Linked DNA regions of Mus musculus: all the other regions are linked to region 1. The links are chromatin contacts, called in public HiChIP or PLAC-seq maps. All regions are on one chromosome and are shown on one strand. Each heading gives the region's core, a stretch centred on a gene start, on an enhancer-like site or on the middle of the called end of the contact. The rest is flanking DNA. Distances are from core to core; before and after follow the strand shown. Region 1 overlaps Aim2 (absent in melanoma 2). Region 2 holds the start of Cfap45 (cilia and flagella associated protein 45). Region 3 holds the start of Slamf9 (SLAM family member 9).

What was found. HiChIP or PLAC-seq counts read pairs in DNA pulled down with a chosen protein or histone mark.
Region 2: an H3K27ac HiChIP or PLAC-seq map of acute myeloid leukemia shows a contact between it and region 1, with 3 times the contacts expected there. The contact joins the promoter of Cfap45 here to the enhancer-like site in region 1. A contact is called at or near these places in 5 of 39 promoter capture datasets (3T3-L1-derived adipocytes, the C10 cell line, the HPC-7 cell line and 3 more), 7 of 115 datasets of contacts at active chromatin or transcription factors (acute myeloid leukemia, bone marrow-derived dendritic cells, bone marrow-derived macrophages and 3 more) and 2 of 9 other capture datasets (liver and macrophages).
Region 3: a contact with region 1 is called in an H3K27ac HiChIP or PLAC-seq map of microglia, with 5 times the contacts expected there. The contact joins the promoter of Slamf9 here to the enhancer-like site in region 1. A contact is called at or near these places in 2 of 39 promoter capture datasets (embryonic stem cells and liver) and 2 of 115 datasets of contacts at active chromatin or transcription factors (bone marrow-derived dendritic cells and microglia).

Annotation. Positions count from the first base shown.
Region 1 is chr1:173,440,244-173,444,528 of GRCm38.p6, reverse strand. The region is part of intron 2 of Aim2 (absent in melanoma 2); the gene reads right to left. Among named protein-coding and RNA genes, the nearest start is that of Aim2, 22 kb to the right of the region's middle. Within about 2 kb of position 3,033, at least 79 of the 459 cell types and tissues checked have an H3K27ac peak or open chromatin away from gene starts, as enhancers often do. A contact at or near this core is called in the HPC-7 cell line, acute myeloid leukemia, bone marrow-derived dendritic cells and 5 more, where this site is marked.
Region 2 is chr1:172,519,229-172,523,030 of GRCm38.p6, reverse strand. Cfap45 (cilia and flagella associated protein 45) reads right to left here and starts at 1,901. Exons shown (of 12, transcript NM_027972.1): 1 at 1,850-1,901. The coding sequence starts at 1,852.
Region 3 is chr1:172,472,460-172,476,785 of GRCm38.p6, reverse strand. Slamf9 (SLAM family member 9) reads right to left here and starts at 1,426. Exons shown (of 4, transcript NM_029612.4): 1 at 1,247-1,426; 2 at 312-653. The coding sequence starts at 1,289. It also overlaps the pseudogene Gm7804.

The sequences.
Region 1 (4,285 bases), core at 1,784-4,283:
TGGAACTGTGATAGGCATCCTATTTTGGTTGAATGGGGCTTGCTCCGGTGACCCAGTAGAGAACTCTACAAGGGACAGAAAAGTGAGCCACATTCCCAGAGCCAGGTGCCTGACACCACAGAGCCCCCAAACCCATAATTCTGTGACTATCAGTCATGCAGACAATGTCCCAAGCTTCTGGCATTCTGGCTAGACTCCACCCCCACAGTTACCTGACTATACCCAGGTATGCTACTCCCCATAGTTACCTGGTAACAACAGATAGCCCAGTCCACTATAAGAGGGGCTGCTTGGCCCCTCCTCACTCGCTTTAAGCCCTCACCTTTCTTACTCTCTAGCCCTCCTTCTCTCTCTCTCCCTTCCCACCTCTCTCCACATGGCCATGGCCAGTCTCTCTTTTTACCTTCTCTCTTTCTCCCTGCCTTTCTACAATAAAGCTCTAAAACCATAGACTGTCTCTGCTCATCAATGCCCGCCATGCTTGAACAATGGGATACACTTTCTCCTAATGAGCCACGTCTAACTTCCTGCCAGAAGGCCATCCTGTGCTCCAGCCATGGACTGGACCAAGGACTCTCACCCGTGTGGGAACCATCAAGCATCCTCTCCCCCTGTCCTCTCCTCCCTTCGACCTTGAAGCTGACCAAGCCACCTGGGGCCCCCCATTTGTTCTCAGCTCTTCTGCAGTATCCAGCATGGGATGCCCAAGGCTGAGAACCTGGTACCTTAGGGCCGCCCCTTGTCCACCCCCTGCCCAGCTGGGATTCTGTGGCTTCCCACAGCCAGACACCCACCCAGGGCTGCGTGTAAAGCATGCCGCAGTCCTCCCACATCCACCTGCCCAGAGCACCGGAACTTTGGCGGGACGCGGGTTCTCTCCCACTCACCTCTTTCCCCGACACTCATGGCCCCACAGTGCACATCTTTAAATCTAGTACCTGGAGGTGTGAGCCAGGTAGATCACCAGGTCAGGGGGAGTTTGGGATACAGAGTGGGATGTCTGTGGATATTAATCAGAAATTGTGAAATGACTGAACTTGGATTCATCTGTACGTGTGAGATGTGAGGACTCTCAAAAATCATAGGAAAAAGAGAGGTGTGAGGAAACTAAATTTTCAGCTTCAACTGCAGGAAATTGAAGGTAGATTATGGCATAGTTGAAACTTGGAGATTAAGAGTGTATTATCATTAGAAAAGACTGAACATGTCCAGGCACTGTGCTACACACCTGACATTTCATCACTTGAGAAATGATGGGGCAAGAATTGCCTCAGGTTGGCCTACATGGTAAGTTCTGTGCCAGCCACGGCTTCATGGAGAGATCCTATCTCAAAACATAAAACCCAAACCAAAAGGCTAATATAGCTGCTGCTAGTGAGTAGGATTTGAAGTAGTAACACATGAGAGAGAGAGAGTTACTCTTTTATTTTACCTTTTTTTTTTTTTTTGATCAGTGCAAGAGGACTAAACTATGGACATTGTGCATGCTAGGCCAGCAGCACTCTGTCACTGAATACCATTCCCATCCCCAAAGAGCTATTCTCCCAATGTTGACAGTACTATTTGAATTTTAAGTCAGAGCAATATACTGACTTGATAAAAACAAGGATTAAGCCTAAAATATAAGGGACTCTGCTAATTCTCGCTAAAGTGCTTTACCATTCCATCACCCCCAGGAATCATACATAATAACGTTAATGCCAAATATGATCCATAATAAATTAAATAACGCTTTAGAAATAGAATTAATTACTTCCAGCTAAATTGGTTTCGAAAGAATCCATTAGGGGGAAAAGCGCTTGAACGCATCAATTCCTTCTTAATTTTATTGTAACACAGTTTCTACTCTGTATCCCAACCTTCCCTTGACCTGGTGATTCACCGGGGTCACATCTCCAGGTACTAAAATTAAAGATGTGCACTACGTGTGCTGCAGTGCCTGGCTCAGGGTCAGGTTCTCAGGAAATAGGAATTCCATGAAGTAGAAGCCTACTTTTGTGAAATGGAAGTTATTTCATAATATTTTATATGTGCGTGCTATACATAATACATTATATGTAATCTATAACACATATATAATATACATATGGCCACATAGTGCATAATTGTCTCAGACACAAGGTTAAACTTTATTACTCAACCACTAAGGGCTACCCTTTCCCCAGGTTACCTCACAGAACATTACAGTAACTCTGACTCAAAGCCTAAGTTACTGGAGCTGGGATGAAATGAAGACTCGTAGTCAGTTGCTCAGAAACACATCCATCACTTCTGTTCGCACCTATTGTATTCTGCTAAGATGCCCATTTTCTTGCTCTTGCTATGCCTTGCCTTTTTAGAACATCTGGGAATAATTCTTTACCCAAGATACAAACCATTTTTTTTTAATTACGTATTTTCCTCAGTTACATTTCCAATGCTATCCCAAAAGTCCCCCATACCCTCCCCCGCACCACTTCCCTACCCATCCATTCCCATTTTTTTGGCCCTGGCATTCCCCTGTACTGGGGCATATAAAGTTTGCAAGTCCAAAGGGCCTCTCTTTCCAGTGATGGCCGACTAGGCCATCTTTTGATACATATGCAGCTAGAGTCAAGAGCTCTGGGGTACTGGTTAGTTCATATTGTTGTTCCACTGATACAAACCATCTTTAAGGATACAGGAAGATTAATCAAACCCTAGATGGTGGATCCTACAATTCTCCAACCCCATGGTTCCTATTTCTTGTTCATCCCATCCTTCCCTGAACCTGTTACACAGCTCAAAACACACCTAAATTTCCTTCCACAGAAGGATCAATAACATCAAATTGCTCAAGATTCTTGCTGCAAACAACAGAATTGACTCCAGCTAGCTTAATAAAGTCTTGTTTTCTTAAAAATAATAACCTCAGAGATCAGTAAAGGATAAAGGAACAAAGTCTGGTCTAAACTCACAGAAAAAGGCTCCCCACCCCTCCCCCCACCCACACATCAAACCACACAGTGAAACTGTTCTGAAGGAGGAAGCTCACTGCTGCTGTCACCTGCAGAATGCCAGGATCTGTCTCCACAGCCACTGCTAAAACTTCAGCACCAATGCTGCCTCGGTGTCAGCAATCCTATTGCAATTTCAGTTGCTGCCTGAAAGCTAATCACGCCTAAAGGAGCCATATTGGCAAGGGCTATGCCCTCCATGTTTCTGGTCCTTATACCAAAGACGTCAGACTCAAATCTCATCTGGAAAGCACCCGTTAGGGCAAGCCCTTGTCTGCTCCAGCCATCTGCACTGCAAAGGAAGCTGAAAGTTGGACTTACTTCTGGGTTGGGGAGGTAGGACTATTACATGTGAATTATTTGTAAGATGCTGGAAAGTCCCAAATGTGACATGTGCCCAGTAAAAACACAAAAAAGAAGGGGGAGGAGGAGGAGGAGGAGGAGGAGGAAGAAGAGGAGGAGGAGGAGGAGGAGGAGGAGGAGGAGGAGGAGGAGGAGGAGGAAAAGAAAAACCTATTTAAAAGAGGTAGAGATTTGAAGGCTAAACCCAAAATGCTGGGTCAGGGAAGCATTCAAAAAGTGTCATTGATACAGAAAAACAGGAAGAGGAGGAGCAGGGCAGGGCAGGTGATAAGAATGTGGGCTGCGTGCAAGAAGTGTTAAATTTGAGGTACTCATGAGATATGTAAATAGAGAGATTTAATTGAATTTATGAACCTGGAGCTTAGATGAAAGGTCAGAACTCTGGATAATGCAAACTGCATTAGAATGCAGATGGCAACTGATGCTGTGGAGAGGATGTGGCTAAGGAGGGAGGTGAGGTGGAAGCACCCCCTAGAGACTCAGGGAGCCATGGCACTGGGCAAAAGAGGAGCAAGGGAGGGAGACTGAGAAAGAAAGGTCAGAGCACTAGAGAACAGAAGCACAAGCTAGGGGGTACCAGAAGGCAGGATAAAGAAGGAGGATGGGGATCAATAGTGTAGCATACATTTGAAACTTGAGAAAATAAGACAGATCTCAAAGGTTCTCACTATACCCACGGTAAAAAGATATCTATGTAGGCAAACACACAAACACATACACATACACCATACACACACACACAGAGAGAGAGAGAGAGAGAGACAGACAGACAGAGAGACAGAGACAGACAGACAGATTAATTTTGTTCTATGATTATCATTTCACAAGATATGTACACATGAAGATACTACATTGTGTCCTGTTAACGCATACCCATTATCTGTGAATTATAGCTCAATAAAGGCAGCGAGTGGAAGGTTTCAGATCTTAAAAGTTCTACTAAGATT
Region 2 (3,802 bases), core at 652-3,151, 920 kb after region 1:
CACCACTGCCCTCTGGTCCCTGCATTTTGGGTGGTTCACCACTGCCCTCTGGTCCCTGCATTTTGGGTGAGTGTAACTATCATGTTTCTTATATTGAATAGTTTTCTGCAATGATAGGTAACTATTTTATGACCAAGAAACACAGTATTTATATACATAACTATTTCTAGTTGAGAACAAAGTATCTGTATATGACAGGATCTAGGGGATTTGGCTTAAACTCAAGCAAGACAAGGCAAGCCGGGACTGGAATAGGTCGGTGTGGAGTTTCCCTGACGTAAGTACACCACCACCTGTCAAGGGAACAAAGACAAAGGCTGCTCATTCTTAGACGTTCCTTCCCACTCAGATCCAGTTCCTCTTTCGCACACAGAGTCAACACAGGCTGACAAAGTCCGGCTTCAGATTCTTGGCCTGGGAGTACTTCCCACTCCACAGACTTGGCTATGGGAAAGGAGGGATTCCCTCACATCAGGTCTCTTGCCTCTCGCTATGAGTGATCCACCTGGTTGTCCTCTTTCTTTAAATGGACCAGGCTGCCCACCTGTGACATATCCCGGTAACTTGACACCAGGGTTGAAGATGAGCCTCCAGCCTCTCCCTCCATAGGATCTATTGATCCTTTTCTTTGGGGGAGTTCTGGAAGCTTGTCTATGAGCCTCCCTGCTGCCACCACCTCTCATCCCTCCATGCTCTCAAACAAAAAGCTGTGATTAGCACTATACACACACTCCTGGCTTGCTGGTGATTACTCAAACCCACTGCCCCCTGACATGTCTGTATGCCCATTCCTATCCAAAGGAAAATTCCAGTAAGTTAGGGTCAGTAAGTTTGGCAAACTCTTGTCCTGAGTGGTCTCTGGGTGGGAATCTCTGGGCTTGGGAGAGATTAGCATTCCCTTGAATGCTAGGGAAAAAGGCACCTTTAACACAGGACAGAAGAACTTACCTCTAACACTTGTCCTTTGGTACCAGGCATAGTGTCAGGTCATATCTCTCTCTCTCTCTCTCTCTCTCACACACACACACACACACACACACACACACACACACACACTGCTGTGCTGAGGGAAGACAGTTAAGTAAAATGTACAGCCAAAAGGGACCCCCATCCCTGCACGCCAGGGAGTCCTCAGAAGTTCGGAACCCAGCTTCTTCTGAAACCCACTAAATCCCGTAAGAGCAAGACAGACACTGAGACTAAAGGAGGCCTACCAAGACAACCCAGATATCCACCTCAGCCACCCAAGTGGCCAGCCATTTCAAGTAAGTTCCAGTAACCACACGCCCCGACACCTGTCCGCAGACTCCCCTAACACTTCAGAGCCAACACAGGCTCCTGCGAGGCCCTGCTGGTCTTCACAGTCTATGACCATGACCATCCGCCGCCATCCAAAGAATATCAGGACTGGCAGACTTATCCCAATCATTCCCCCAGGAATTCCCTGCCTCATTCATTCATTCATTCATTCATTCATTCATTCATTCATTCATTCACTAATGCTTATGATGTGCCCAAATCATTCCCACGCAGTGAGAACAGAGGCTCTTCTGAAACATTAGGTGCCTTTCCCATGATCACCCTGCTGGTTATGGTCTTCTAACGGGTGCTCTTCTCAACATCTCACGTCACAGCCCAAGAGGACTCAGCTCAAGAGGATGGGGGAGAAGGTGCAGCACATCCCCCATTCAACCCTACCAGTCTTTTGAGACTTCCTTTCCAGCCGTCGTCCCGTCCTCACTCCCAGAACTTCCTGTCTTCCCCAGACTCTTAGAGAAAGCTCCACCTTTCCCTCTCAGAGCCCCAAACCACTTCAGGACTCAAGAACTACAGCTACCCAGACCCTCACCATCGTTGCGGCCGCTTCAGCTGCAGGCACCTCCACCGGCTCCGCCGGAGCTGACGCGTTACCATAGCAACCCAAGAACTAGCACTCAGCGATTTAGACCCGCCCTCGCCCCGCCCAATTCCTGGAGCAGTCACGAGGTAGTTTAGAAGCAGGAACCCCTCCCTCAACCTTTTCCCGCCCTAGAGTAGCTGGAACCAGGCTCTTGAAGGTTGCGCCCTTTGGATACGCCCATCATGTCCACTTTGGCTTTTAACCCAGTTCAAGCCAGGTTCAGACTTTAAAGGGTCTACTTTCCATGGGTCCCGGAGGGCTCAACTATCAAGACCCCAAGAGCTAAGCCGAGGATCCTGGTTTTACCCTCACAGACCCTTCCACCCTAGGTTACCATGGTTACCGCTACCGGGTTCCGGGAGGATTCAAACCAAACCTGATGAGAGTTCAGGCTGCTGAGAGGCAAGCAGCATTAAACCAAACACATTCCACAGTAGGAAGGAGTCTGACTAGACCAAAGAACACTTCTAGCCCTGAAGATGCGTATGCGGTCTCACAAGCTTAGATCTGAGGGACTTAACTGAAAATACAAGGAGTCTAAGACAGGAAGTTCAAAACCAACCTGGGCAGCTTAGCAATGTATTTCACTAAATAAATAAACAAACTCAAAATGTAAGTCCTACCCTAAACAAAGTCAAAATCCATGGCAGGAAGTTAGGGGAACCTGGCTTTTAACACGTCTCCTGGGAATAATTTCAGGATTTAAGATTTTTCACAGTTTCACCTTGGTCCCTTGTACCTTAGTAAGATCTACAGGACAGGGCTGAGCAGTCCTTGAATCCTGCACATCCCACACCCCACAAAACCTCCTACCAACCAGGGATTGCTTTTCTTTCTCAGATGTTTATTTTCTGAGCTCTTGGTCTCTCCAGACCCCCAAGTCTCCCTCCAAACTTGTCTTAGAGAACCTTACTCCAACCTAAGTGTGGAAAACTGTTGACAAACCCTAGTAGTAGGTAGTAGAGGAAGGGAGACAATCTTCTGCCACCACCGCCACCACCGCCACCACCACCGATTATTCTGCTGCCATCGCTGCTGCTTAATCCAAAAAGCTGTGCAGCTCATTTCCAGGATTCCTCAACTCTTATCTCCTTGGGAATCCAATTACTAGCCACACCTCTCTTAGGCAGTTATTAGCCCCCACACCAAACAGCAAAGTAAGGCCAAAAAGAGGGCACTGCAAAACAAAGGATGTGTTCTTCCTGCCACACCGCAGGAACAGTTAAAGGCAGGGAGAGGAGGGTGACAAGTGAGCCATCAGGAAATCGATCCCCAGTGTTCTGCCTGAAGGTATCTCCCAGTTAGGAGTGCCTCGTTCCAGGCTGCTGTTTGGTGTGAGCCACTGTGAGGCTCATAGCAAAGCCCTGAGCAATATGTCTGCTTAGTCATGTATTTGTGCAATGTAAGTTGATTTAAAGAAACATTTATTCTGGATTTAGTGATACATGCTGGTGTGGTTTCCATCACTCGCGCACTCGCACATACAGTTATGACTCTTCCAGGCTAGGAAAACTTCCTGAAACTCTCCTTACACCAGGCGACTAAATCAACTCATCGGACATCCAGGCGGCAACCTATCAGCCATTTTCTCCATATAGTTGGGCTGTGGTATCTGCTGCCTAACGGATCTGGAAATGGAGGGAAAATGCGGTTGGGAATGAACAAAGCCAGAAGCCAGTCTGTGAAAAAGTATTCCCCTAACTGCTGGTGCTGTAAAGCTGTAAGTGGACGTGGGGAGATGATTCATTGGATAAAATACTGTCCACGCAAGCCAGAAGACCAGAGTTCGGAACCCACAAGCCCACATAAATGCCTGATGGGTGGGGCAGATATGACAGTCCCTCCAGTGATTCCCTAGAAACAGAGTCAAGGTCAAGGTCCCAGAGCAGTCTGGCTTCCTAG
Region 3 (4,326 bases), core at 177-2,676, 970 kb after region 1:
GAACCACTCAGGGGAATAAAGGCTTCGAGAGCTGTTTATCTAGAGCAATCTCCTTGGTGAAAAAGAGCCCTTTGATGCTCTATACACCATCTTTATCTTTCTTACTGCTTTGGGCACCTCCATGGAAACAGCCTCAGTGTCCATTGCCTCCTTGTTCCTGTTCATTTTCCCTGTGGCTGAAGCTCAGGCACTGGAACAGACCACACTACAAGCAGTCTGCCTTCCAGTTTCAGCCTCTTAAGGCTTACCTCAGCTCCCGAGCTTCCATGCCAAGCTCAGGAAAGCCAGAATAAGGGGAGTCTTAAACTCACGGTAGACACGGAGATGGTAAGACTTCGTGATGTGGGACTCAGATGTCTTCAAGTTGACTTGGGCGTTGTAAAGCCCTGAGTCTTCCCAGGTCAGATTGCTAATATGCAGGGAGTAGCTGGACTCAGAGATGCTCACTCTGCCCCGGTATCGAGGATCCACTGCCATGATAACGGCTGGCTGTCCCTTTTTGCCTGGCTTCACGATGGCAATGTTGTTTTGAAAGAGCCAGTCTATGTGCTTAATTTCTTCATTGGATGGTATTTCCAGAGAGAGGTTGATAGACTCTTGCAGGACACCAACCACTTCCTCAGGATCCTCATCATCTCCAGAAAACCCTTTGGCTGAAAAAGAGATGCATACAGCCTGGCTGATATCTCTTGGTGGCTGCAGTTAGGTAACAGAGTAGCTATGACTCATCTGCCTCTGAGCACCTTCTCTAGCTCTATGCACCATCGTAGGACTCTCTAGCTACCTCTTGTAGTTCTAGATTTCCACTGCACCTGAGTTGATCAAGGATCTGGGAGGGGGTGGGGTCAGGGAGGGGGAAGAGATGGTCCCCATTGATCTCTTCACCATTTCCCTTCTTTTTTGTCCTTCTGGAACTGCAACCCCATGCATGTCACCCAGATATACCCTCTCATCCTGCTCAGAGGCCATAACCCACTCCTTGGAGTTCAGAGTAGAAATTCCCCCAACCTAGCCTGAGATTCAGCTACATCACATGTAGGCATGCATTCAGCACAATCCACATCAATGTACAACAGTGATACATGCACACCCATGTTTATTGCAGAGCGAGTCACAATCATCCTTTGGTGCCCCATCAACAGAAGGGCTGACACACTCATCCCCAAAGGAAGGGTCTTGCCAGCCTAAGGCCAAGTGGAACAGAGGGTATAAAGACAGTCTTATACAGGAGCAGGGAGCCACTCACCTTCCTGAAGCAGCAGCAGGAGTGACCACAGAAGGGCCCCCATATTGGCAGCTCTTGCCTGGGAAGAGTGACTTGGTCAGCTGGCTAGGCTGTGGAAACACAAGCTGGTAAGGGGTCCATAGAGGCAGAATGACTGGTTGATACTGGCAGGAAGCAGAGAGGGAAATAATTCTCCCTCCAACTTCCTCTGTACACATTAAACTCCTCCCTGGCCCTCATGGAAATGTGCCTCTCCTCCGTCTAACAGTCAGATGATGTAAGCCACTGTCTCAGATTGCCCATCCCCCAAACCAAACCCAAATCTCACTTCCTAATACAGACTTTGACTTTTCTATCTCCAGCCAGCTGCATGCCCAGATCCCGTAGAAATCACATATGCACGTGCTTCGAACTACCCAGCTGTCGGCCCTCTGAACACTCTCGCCCACCCCCTCAGTATTTTCTATGCTGCTGTGATCTTTATCTCCCCTGAGAGAGTCTATCTTTTATTTCCACTGTTATGTTTCACTGTTCCTAGCCCCTGCTAAACGCATCTTCATGGCATTAGAAAAGATGAGCGTGGGAAGTCTTCTATTTAAAGCTATTTGTATTCCCATTTGTGATGCTGTCTTCCATCCACCTTTCTGCTTTGCCTGGTGTCTGCAAACAGTTTTGACCACTCAGTGCTACTGCCATCTGATTCAGTGGCATGAGCGGTGCAGACTAGTCCCTGGAGTGTCTGAACATCAAGTCTTCACTGGGAACTTCTGGTTGGGCACAGAAGACACCTGCAAACCTCCAGTCTGCCACCTTGGCCAAGGAGCAGTGAACTCAGGAGCAGGTATAGTCCTTCCACACTGACAGATTTTTGTAGTCACAGCCTTTTCGGCTACACTTGTTTTTCCTTCTCCATCTCTTCAGGCTCCCTATAGGAGTAGAGATTAGACATGACCTGATGAGAACTATGGGTGCTCCCCAGAGATGGTGTCACATGTGTGCAGAACTTCCCAAGCCAACATCCACCAAGTAGGATTCACTGGGTGAGTACCCTTGTTGCATGCAATGTCAATGTCAATAGTACTGAGGAGAATGTGCGTTACACAGAGCAACGGCAGACAGGTTGACATAAGACACCTTTGTGATGGGCTGGGGATCAGCTCTGGGATTGGTGACTAGCAAAAGCCATCGCTTCCTGAAGTCCTCTTAGTTTGAGTAATGAAAGTCTTTTGCAGGAGCAAAAGTCAGGACAGCTAGCTGGCCCCAGGGGTTCCTGGAGGCAATGAAGTTGACATCAGCAGGATTCCCAATGCCAGTAATGGCTGGAGCTGAAAGCAGCAGCATCTCCCAGCTCCTCCTAGGGTTTTTGTTTGTTTGTTTTGTTTTAACGTAAATCCTCTCACTTTGTCTTTTGAAGATTTACTGTTCCATAAGGAAGACAAGATTGGTGCCACCTAAGAGGGTTCTTACTGCAAAGAATTTGAGGACATCCTCCTTCTCCACTGGCAGGATATCAAGTGTTCCAGAAACTATGTGAATTTGGTTTTTGTTTTTGTTGTGACATGAATTGAGAGGGACATCACATAGGCCCTCTGCCTGGACAGCAAGATAAGGCTAATTCTCTCTTAAAATACTGTTTCAGGTCAAGAATAGTGGCACATACATTTTAATATCAACACTCAGAAGGCAGAAGCAGGTGGATTGCTCTGAGTTTCAAGCCAACCAGGGCTACATAGTGAGACACTATCTCAAAAAGAAAACAACAATAATAATGACAGTAATTTAAAGAAGGGTGTAAATTAGAGTTGTTAATGTCATGGAAAGATTTTAAACCATTCAGATTATCAATGTTGATCAATGATATAGAGAAAATCAGATTTGAGAAGGATTATATAGAATTAAGGTAAGAAAAACTTTCCTCAGAAGAGGAGCCTTTATCCTATGTACACTCTTGGTGTAGAGTGATGGATAGTTCGCTTTATGTTACATGTTTACTTGGTACAATGTAGAATCACTTGGAAAAGGGTCTCAATGAGGGATGGTCTACACTGAGTTAGCTTGTAGGTATGTCTCTGGAGTTGACTGACATATGAGAATCCAGCCCACTGTAGGCAGCACCATTCCCTAGGCTGAGGTCCTGAACTGTATAAGAAATAAGCATAGGCAAAGAAGCAAGCATTCATGTATTCGGTTCCCTCTGCTCTTGACTGCATGTGTGATTGACTAGCCATGTATGTATTCGTTTCTTGTTAGTCTGATGTGACCTTCTCAGGCTCCTGATACTGTTTTCCTTGCTTTGATAGACTAGACTATATCCTGGAATCATGAGCTACCAAAAAAAAAAAAAACAAAAAAACAAAAAACAAAAAACAAAAAACAAAACAAAACAAAAAAACCCTGTTTTTTCTCCAAGTTTCTTTCTGTTAAGATATTTTATCACAATAACAGAAATGAAACTAGAAGTAGAACTGAAACTAGTGGGAATGTAAATTAATTTGAGTCACTATGGAAATCAGTATGGTGGTTCTTTAAAAAAAAATAAAACTAAAAATAGAACTATCATATAATCTAGCTATACCATTCCTGGGCAATATACTCAAAAGACTCTAAGTCAGAAAGATGCAGTGATCCTGCACATTCAAGTTTACTGCAACTGTATTCACAGTAGCTGTTACGGAATTAGTCTAAGTGCCCAGCAACAGGTGAATGGATAAAGCAGATATGTTGTGTATACACCATAAATATTCAGCCATAAACAATGAAATTAAGTCATTGATAGGAATGGAAATGGAATCACAGATAATCATGTCAAACAAAATAAACCATTTTTTTCATATGCAGAGTCTAGATTTTTTTTTTTTGAAATCATGATAGTGAAAGGAAGATAACATAAGAACAGGAAAGAGAGACTGGGGTGGAGACAAGAAAAGGTAATAAAGAGCAAATTCAAAGTATGTTACACACACATATGAAAGTATTACAGGAAACTCCATTATTTTGTAGAACATACACTAATTTTAATAAGTTAAAAAGAAAGAACCTTGAGTGGGAGAGATGGCTCAGTGTTTAAGAGCACACACTGTTTTTTCAGAAAACTCAAATTT